2 separate regions of the Sus scrofa genome follow, and region 1 is linked to region 2. The links are chromatin contacts, called in public Hi-C maps. All regions are on one chromosome and are shown on one strand. Each heading gives the region's core, a stretch centred on a gene start, on an enhancer-like site or on the middle of the called end of the contact. The rest is flanking DNA. Distances are from core to core; before and after follow the strand shown.

What was found. Hi-C and Micro-C count contacts between places; a contact is called where the count stands out from the background.
Region 1: a Hi-C map of omental adipose tissue shows a contact between it and region 2, with 2.0 times the contacts expected there. The contact joins two enhancer-like sites. A contact is called at or near these places in 1 of 5 promoter capture datasets (liver), 20 of 47 Hi-C or Micro-C datasets (alveolar macrophages, blood, brain and 13 more) and 1 of 2 datasets of contacts at active chromatin or transcription factors (skeletal muscle).

What each region holds. Positions count from the first base shown.
Region 1 is chr11:46,289,055-46,292,888 of Sscrofa11.1, forward strand. The region is part of intron 1 of KLF12 (Kruppel like factor 12); the gene reads right to left. Among named protein-coding and RNA genes, the nearest start is that of KLF12, 17 kb to the right of the region's middle. Within about 2 kb of position 1,782, at least 4 of the 83 cell types and tissues checked have an H3K27ac peak or open chromatin away from gene starts, as enhancers often do. A contact at or near this core is called in omental adipose tissue, where this site is marked.
Region 2 is chr11:46,255,562-46,259,719 of Sscrofa11.1, forward strand. It overlaps KLF12 (Kruppel like factor 12), which reads right to left. Exons shown (of 7, transcript NM_001134347.2): 2 at 1-68. Among named protein-coding and RNA genes, the nearest start is that of KLF12, 51 kb to the right of the region's middle. Within about 2 kb of position 2,055, at least 10 of the 83 cell types and tissues checked have an H3K27ac peak or open chromatin away from gene starts, as enhancers often do. A contact at or near this core is called in omental adipose tissue, where this site is marked.

The DNA.
Region 1 (3,834 bases), core at 532-3,031, 33 kb after region 2:
TATAAGAATTGGTTCAGGCAAGTAGAGAGTTTGAGATATGCCACAGTATGCCATCTGTAAGCTGCGAAGCCAGGAAAAATTGGTGGTATCATTCAGTCCAATTCTGAAGGCCTGAGAACCAAGGGAACTAATAGTGTAAGCCCTAGAATTTCAAGGGTGGATAACCAGACTCTTGGAGGTCTCAGAGCAGGGGGAGATCAATGTCCGAGTTAAGAAGAGAGATAGAGAATTTGCCCTTCCTCTGCCTTTGTTGTTCCTTCTGGGCCTTCAGTGGATCTGTTGATGCCTGCCAATTGGGGACATAGGTGAGGGTGAGGGTGGATCTTCTTCAGTCAGTCTACTTAATCAAATACTAACTCTTATGGAAACGTCCTCACGGACCTACCTAGAATTAAAGTTTTACAAGCTATCTGGGCATGCTTTTTAGCCAAGTCAAGATGACATATACAGTTAACAATTTCTTTGTCAAGGTGATGGAGTTCCCCTCAAGCCCTACTTTATGGAGAGTTTTTTTTATTATTATTATTATTAATGTTAGATTTTGTCACATGCTTTTTTTTGCATGTATTGATATGATCATGATTTTTTATTTTACTTTAGCCTATTGATGTGAGGGATTATATTTGATTTTCTAGTGTTGAACCCGCCTTACATACCTTGGATAAATCTCACTTGGATGGGGTGTATAATTCTTTTAATACGTTGTGGCATCCATTTTGTTAATGTTCTGTTGAGAATTTCTGCAGCTATGTTTATTAGAGAGATTAGGCTATAGTTTTCTTTTCTTGAAATGTCTTTGGTTTTGATAAAATGATAATACTGGTAGCATATAGTTGCGTCTTGTTTTTTGATCCACAATCTGTGTCTTTTAACTTGTATATTTATTCCATTAATATGTAAAGTAATTATTTTAGTTAGATTAATATCCACCGTATTTGTTACTATTTTCTGTTGGTTGCAGTTGTTCTTTGTTCTTGTTTTTCTCTTACACATTTTTTCTACCTTTTGTGGTTTTAATTGAACATTTTGTGTAATTTTATTTTCTCTCCTTTCTTAGTATATTGGTTATATTTCTTTTTTGATTTGTGTTAGTACTTACCCTCAAGTTTGCAGTATATATTTATGACTGATACAAGTCTACTTTGTTTCATAGATAGTGCAAGTACTTTATAATAAAAAAAAAAAATTGATTCCTTCCTCCTTGATCTGCCCATGAAAGGCATTCCTCTTTTCTGTTACTATGTTTTTGACCACTTGCGTTTCTTTTTGAGTAGTTCTTAGAATTTCTATTTCTCTGCTTACATTATTCATCTGTTCTTGAATGCCGTCTACCTTTTTATTTGGCTGTGCCCATGACATGTGGAAGTTCCCAGGCCCAGGATCAAACCCATGCCACAGCAGTGACAGCACTGGTACCTCAATCCCCTGAGCTACCAGGGATCTCTGTATGTTGTCTACTTTTTAAATAGAATCCTTAGCATATTAATCATTGTTTTAAAAATTCTTTGGTTATTTCAGTATTCCTGCCACATCTGACTTTGGTTCTGGTGTCTCTTCAGTCTCTTCAGACTGAGCTTTTGCTTGTTAGTATGCTTTGTATTTTTTTGGTTGAAAGGTAGACATGAGGTACTGAATAAAATGAAGTACTGTGAGTAGGGTCTTAGTAATATAGTTGGAAGATGTAGGAGGAGAGGAGGTATTCTGTAGTCCTATGGTGGGGTCTTAGCCTTTTGGTCAGCATGTGTCTCAGCTGTGTAATTCACTAGTGCTTCTGAGTCCTCCCCATCCCTCTTACTTGGGATAGGATAGCTCCAGGAGTAGGAGTTGTGTATTTCCCTTCCTGCAGGTAGGTTATGTGCTGGTAAGACCCATCAGTCAGGCTCTGGTAAGAGTTTCTTTGGAGGGAAGTTCTTGTTAAGAATTTAGTGCTCTGACATATTCAAATGGAAGTCCTCCCTGGGATGGGAGTATTTAGAGGATTTTTCTCCAATACTCACTGTAAGGAAATGGTACAGTTCCCAGAGACTAAATCTTGAAAAGTGTGGGGACCTCCTATAAACTGGAGTTTTTTAACTCTCAGGTTTGCTCATCCTGAGCCTCCAGTAATTCTTCAGTAACAGTTCAGATTTCTCTACCCCAGTACTGGTTTCCAAAGAGGCTGTGGTTCAGGGATTTCTGCTCTGGCAAGTTGTAGTTCTCTGCATCCTCTTGTCTTTCTTTGGAGCTGTGGTTTGCCTTATGACCTCACTTCTTTGATAGGTCTAACAAAAGTTGTGAGTTTTGTTTATTCAGGTTTTTACTTGTTGTTATTATGATGGATTGATGACCTTAAGCTTCTTACATGGTGGATCAGAAACTGAAAGTCTGAGGATATTTTTAATTCTTCGAAAAAATGCAGTGTTGAGAACCCAGTTCTTTTCTACATAACTCTCTAGGAATTTTCTCAAATAACAATTCCAGTATAGTTGTGTAATCAGAGAATGTGGCCTTAACATGTAAAGGCCCAGAGAAGTGGGAGAGCTACACAAAGGGCAGAGAGTAAGTAAAGTGTCTGTAGTTATTTTCTAAGATAGACTCTTTTGTTTAAAATTCTGACAAGTATAAATCTTTTTTGCTCTAGTACTTTTTCAGGCAAGAACAGATAAGATTAATTTTTCCGTAAGACAAAAATCTTTTAAAATACTGACTACTGACTACTTAATGTAGTCCCTGACTACTCTAAATAGTGGGGCGAAAAAGTTTTCGGCCTATTTTCCATTTTCAGAATGCTTAATTATTAGCAACAGATAGAAATGTAATGTATACACTTTTCTATTGTGGAATTGACTAGAAGTTAAAAAAAGATTGGAGTATTAGCAAACTAGATAGCAATATATCATAGATCTCTGTGATGAAAATAAGTGCGAATTTGGTTGATAGCCCCCTTGGAGCTTTATAACAGAATTCAACAAATCAATTACAAATATAACTTAGATAATAAGTTCCTTTCCATTTCACCTACTTTTTTTTTAGATTTGTGGTAGTTAAATTTTAAATATACAGTCAATATACATGCAACTCTTATGTGTGCAGTTTCCTTGTTAGGGAATTGATGCGACATTTTTATACTTTATGAGAGTTGATTTGGATAAAACCTGATTTCTCTCATCTGCTTTTCTTTTAGCCTTGGCCTGTTTTTTACCTCAGAATTTGAACACTCACTTATTTTAATTACACAGATAATATATGAAATTCATAAGAAGTGAGAGAATTTGTCAAAACATATGAAAAATACAAGGCCATGTCCTTTTAAGTCCAATTTTTTCTTTTTGCGTTTTTAATGATTTTTATTTTTTCCTTTATAGCTGCTGATTTACAGTGTTCTGTCAATTTTCTACTGCCCAGCAAGGTGACCTGGTCACACATACATGTATACATTCTTTTTTCTCACATTATCCTGCTCTATCACAAGTGACCAGACATAGTTCCCAGTGCTGTACAGCAGGAACCCATTGCTTATCCATTCCAAAGGCAAGAGTCTGCAACTATTAACCCCAAATTCCCTGTCCCTCCCACTGTCTCCCCCTCCTTCTTGGCAACCGCAAGTCTATTCTCCATGTCCATGATTTTTTTTTTCCTGTGGAAAGGTTCATTTGTGCTGTATATTAGGTTCCAAATATAAGTGAAATAGTATGGTATTTGTCTTTTTCTTTTTAACTTACTTTACTTAGTATGAGAGTCTCTAGTTCTATCCATGTTGCTGCAAATGGCATTATTTTGTTCTTTTTATGGCTGAGTAGTAGTCCATTGTGTATATGTAACATATCTTCTTAATCCAATCATTTGTCAATGGAC
Region 2 (4,158 bases), core at 805-3,304:
TCTGTTTTGACTCTGACTGCCGGCATCCCATCAAGCATTAACATTCTGTTCTCAAAGGTGTCGATGTTCTGCAAATAAAAAAAAGAGAGGGAAACTCAGCCACAGAACATTCAGAAGAGGACATCTGGTAGTGCCTGCCTTCACTGTAGTACATTTAGTACAGCTAACCTCATTTTTTTAAACAATGGAGTATAATTAAATGAGGGTATCAGCATAACCAATTATCCCCCCATTCCAAACCTTCCTTTGAAATAATGACCAAGACCTTGAATTAATCAGTCTGATTCTCTGACCTCTGGGTTGGAGGTCAGACAGTAATAAACTGGAGTAAGGAAACCTTACATTAATTTATATGGGGCCAGAATAATTCATCACAGTTTTGCAACGGTGGAAGGAAATACCAGGCAAGTTCCTTTCTTCTTTAGCTCTGGAAGTTGTACTGCACAGAGAAATCCATAAAGGAGAAAACAGGGCAAAATAATTGATATACTCGCCTATTACTGTCAAAGTTGAAGTAATTTTAAAAAAGAGGTAATGAATTTTGGCATCATGGCAGATCTGATCAAATGAAAATTTCAACATATCAATCTCAAACATCTCCCACAAAAACAACCAACATAAGTCCTGGATTAAGAGTGAATTCTTAAACTGAAGTCTTAACCAAAGAATAAATAATTTGTTTTCTTTTTTTCTGTCTTTTTGCCTTTTCTAGGGCCGAACCCAAGGCATATGGAGGTTCCCAGGCTAGGGGTCTAATCGGAGCTGTAGCCACTGGCTGACCCCAGAGCCACAGCAATGTAGGATCCGAGCCGCGTCTGGGACCTACACCACAGCTCACGGCAACGCCAGATCCTTAACCCACTGAGCAAGGCCAGGGATCGAACCCGCAACCTCATGGTTCCTGGTCAGATTCATTAACCACTGAGCCACAAGGGGAAATCCTAAATAATTTGTTTTCTGTTCAGGTGTATGTTTGGCTCCACTGACCACCTCTTGAAAGGAAAACCTTACTTCTCTCGTGGCTCCATAGAATTTCAAACAACATTTATAAAAAGATTCAATCGAGGTCATTTTTGACTAAGATCCACAGCTTTGGGAATTTTCTGAAGTCAATAACCCAAGAAGGGAGTCAGAAAGCCACACATCAGCACTTGCTTCCGGCCAAAATCAGGCTCATGTTTTAAAACGTGTTGAGAATGCCAACTTTACCCTCAATACCGACTAAACGAAGAAATTAAAATGACAAAGTTTGACTGGGTTTTTAGAATGGTTTACTTTGCTCAATTATAGAATGTAACCATATGACACCAAGGTGGTCTTATTAAAAGAAAAACAGCTATGTTTCTAAATGTTTTGTCTACCTAGTGACAAAAAGGTTAATATCACCTCTAAGCCTTCAGGTTTTCACGATTCATAGAGTTGTTCTCCCCAACAGACAGTTAAATAAAAACAACTCCCACTTCAACACATCATAAATTAAATGTTTTTATTACCAAATAATACCAACAGAGTGCAGTATAGTGAAGCTCTAATTATTTCTCCTATGTCTTGACTCTCCTTTTTTGTTTAAGAAAAACACTCCAAGAAATAAAATGTTTGGGGCCTCTTAGCACAAATATTTGCTCAGAGAAATCAACAGGAAGAAGAAAAAGCAAATTTACGCTAGAGCTGACTAATAAGCATTTAAAATTTCCATGCTACCTTATCTGTTAGGTAAGAGTAAGAAGAAAAATTACTGTCATGTTCCTCTCTCAGAATGTACAATAAGATTAAAACTGGCAGGATCCTTTTTTTTTTTTTTTTTTAACGTTTGCTTTTGACGTGTCCATATTTTTCAGGGATTTTGCATCCCCATAGCATAGAAGAGAAGGAACTTATGGTATTGCTGGGGAGCTCAGTGCATTTGTTCCAAGCTTAAAATCCTTTCATGGAGGCTGGTGAGTTGTTGACACATCAGGCATGGATCTCAAATCCCAGTGTGTCAACTTGCTTCCATGCTTGGAAGCGGCCAGCCTGGCTTGCCATCTCCCAGCCTCAGGAAAGGCCTCCTGCTGCCAGCAGCCCTCAACTGCCCGGCCTTTCACAGCAGCCAGGAATCCACCCAGCAAAGTATCCCCTAGGCTGTTTGGTTGGTAGACAATGAAGGATGAGTTGACAGTACTTCCTACCCTGGAGGAGGTCTTGCCCAGACAGAAAGGGAAGAAGATGCCTTGCAAAGGAAGGGAAAAGACAAAGAGCGATTCTGGAAAGGCAGGTTTAATGAACTGTTAGAATCTGATTAGAGGCTAATGTCCCTTTTAGTGCTTTGTACCAATTTACAGCTGATAGACTTTAACCATTTTCCTTACTGGCTGTGATAAACTCATTCGTTTAAAAACATGCAAGCTAACCAGTCTCTGAAGTTAAAAATGGAAAAATCATAAAAACCTGACTGGGTTCAGATTCCATTTAGTACATTTAAGTATCACTATATTTTCATTACAATTTTGGTTGTTGTTGCAGTACTCAATGAACTCTGCATGTATTAAGCCAGGGCTACATTTCAGTTTCATGGAAAAGTGAAAAAACTGAAGACATTTTCGAAAAAATTTAAGAGATGACGTTTTCCCTGAAAATATTTCTCTTTCCATGCTTTTTCCAGGATCGGCCGCAGCCCAGCCATAATAAACCTCATGAATAACACAGTTCACAGCTAAGGAACCAATTCTTAATTATTATGCTCTTGCAACTCGTGCAGATTCAATCTGTATATACGACCGAAAGTTATACGGAATACACACCAAGCATATTAATCTCTGCATTCATGATGCTAACCTTGTTTAGAATAAACAGAAGCACCAAGCATCACACCACATTCCAAACCATCCAAGAAGGCGAGTGGTTTTTATAAAATGCATGGTAATTGCACGGCCTTGAAGACAGAGTCCTTGGAACAAAATATCGAGAGATTTCTCTCTCTAAGCTAAAATCAGATACATACAATCTCAAGTGACTGCAGACTTTAAATATGTAATAAACCTCTAATAATTTGAAATGGCTGTCAAACATATCTTGCCATGATCTTAATCAAAACACATTTGCCAGGGAATCCAATAGCTCAAGTGATTCCCAAGAGGTAAATAAAATTACACAGTCATCAATTTTAGTAACGTGGGCCTCCTTATTTACGCTGCAACAAACATTCTGATATTATGCGACCCTATATAACTTACATAAATGTGTTGATATTCACACACACGTGTGTTTACACCTAGGTTACTCATTTCATATGAGTAAGCTGTACCAATTAATGCCAAATTTATCATCAGATTTATGAGCTGGCTGTTGACCAATTACACATGCCCTGAATGAGAATGCTACTCTGGCTCTTCCTATCTGCCAAGGAAGATTCTGCAGCAGAGCAATCCAGCTGACGGGAGCTCTCCCAGTCAAAGGCAGTATAAACACAACTGTCATCAATCCTAACATCTCAGAATATTTTGAATGGAACGTGTCAGAAAGACAAGGACTGATGCTCAATGATCATAGCTCATAAAAACAGAGAACGGCAGTGACTTTCCAGGTCAGCTTCTACGGTTGCTTTCTTACTCCCAGAATGCAGGTGTTTTCCTCTCCCTCCTCCAGACTGTGGGCCATCCAGCTGGCACAGCTAGAGCACTAAAGAGCCAGCCAGTCAATATTCAATAGAACCAGTTTTTACACAAAGTTTCCCTTCATAAGTCAAAACTATCCCCTTGGATGTGTACTGATTTTTCAAGATACAGGACGTAGTCACTTAAAGACGTTTCTATCTTGAATTTCCATGTTTGGCCACAGATAATGAGAAATACAAATTGCCCTGATCCATATACCTGTTTTGTAAATAAGTGATGTAAGGGACTTATTTATTTATTTATTGTCTTTTTAGGGCTGCACCTGCAGCATACGGAGGTTCCCAGGCTAGGGGTTAAATCAGAGCTGCAGCTGCCAGTCTACACCACAGCCACAGCTGCATCTGCAATCTACACCACTGTTCATGGCAACGCCAGATCCTTAACCCACTGAGCGAGGCCTGGGATCAAACCTGTGTCCCCATGGATACCAGTCAGTTTCATTCCACTAAACCACAACAGGAACTCCAGATGCAAGGGACTTACGAGCAGCCATTTAGGCTTCATT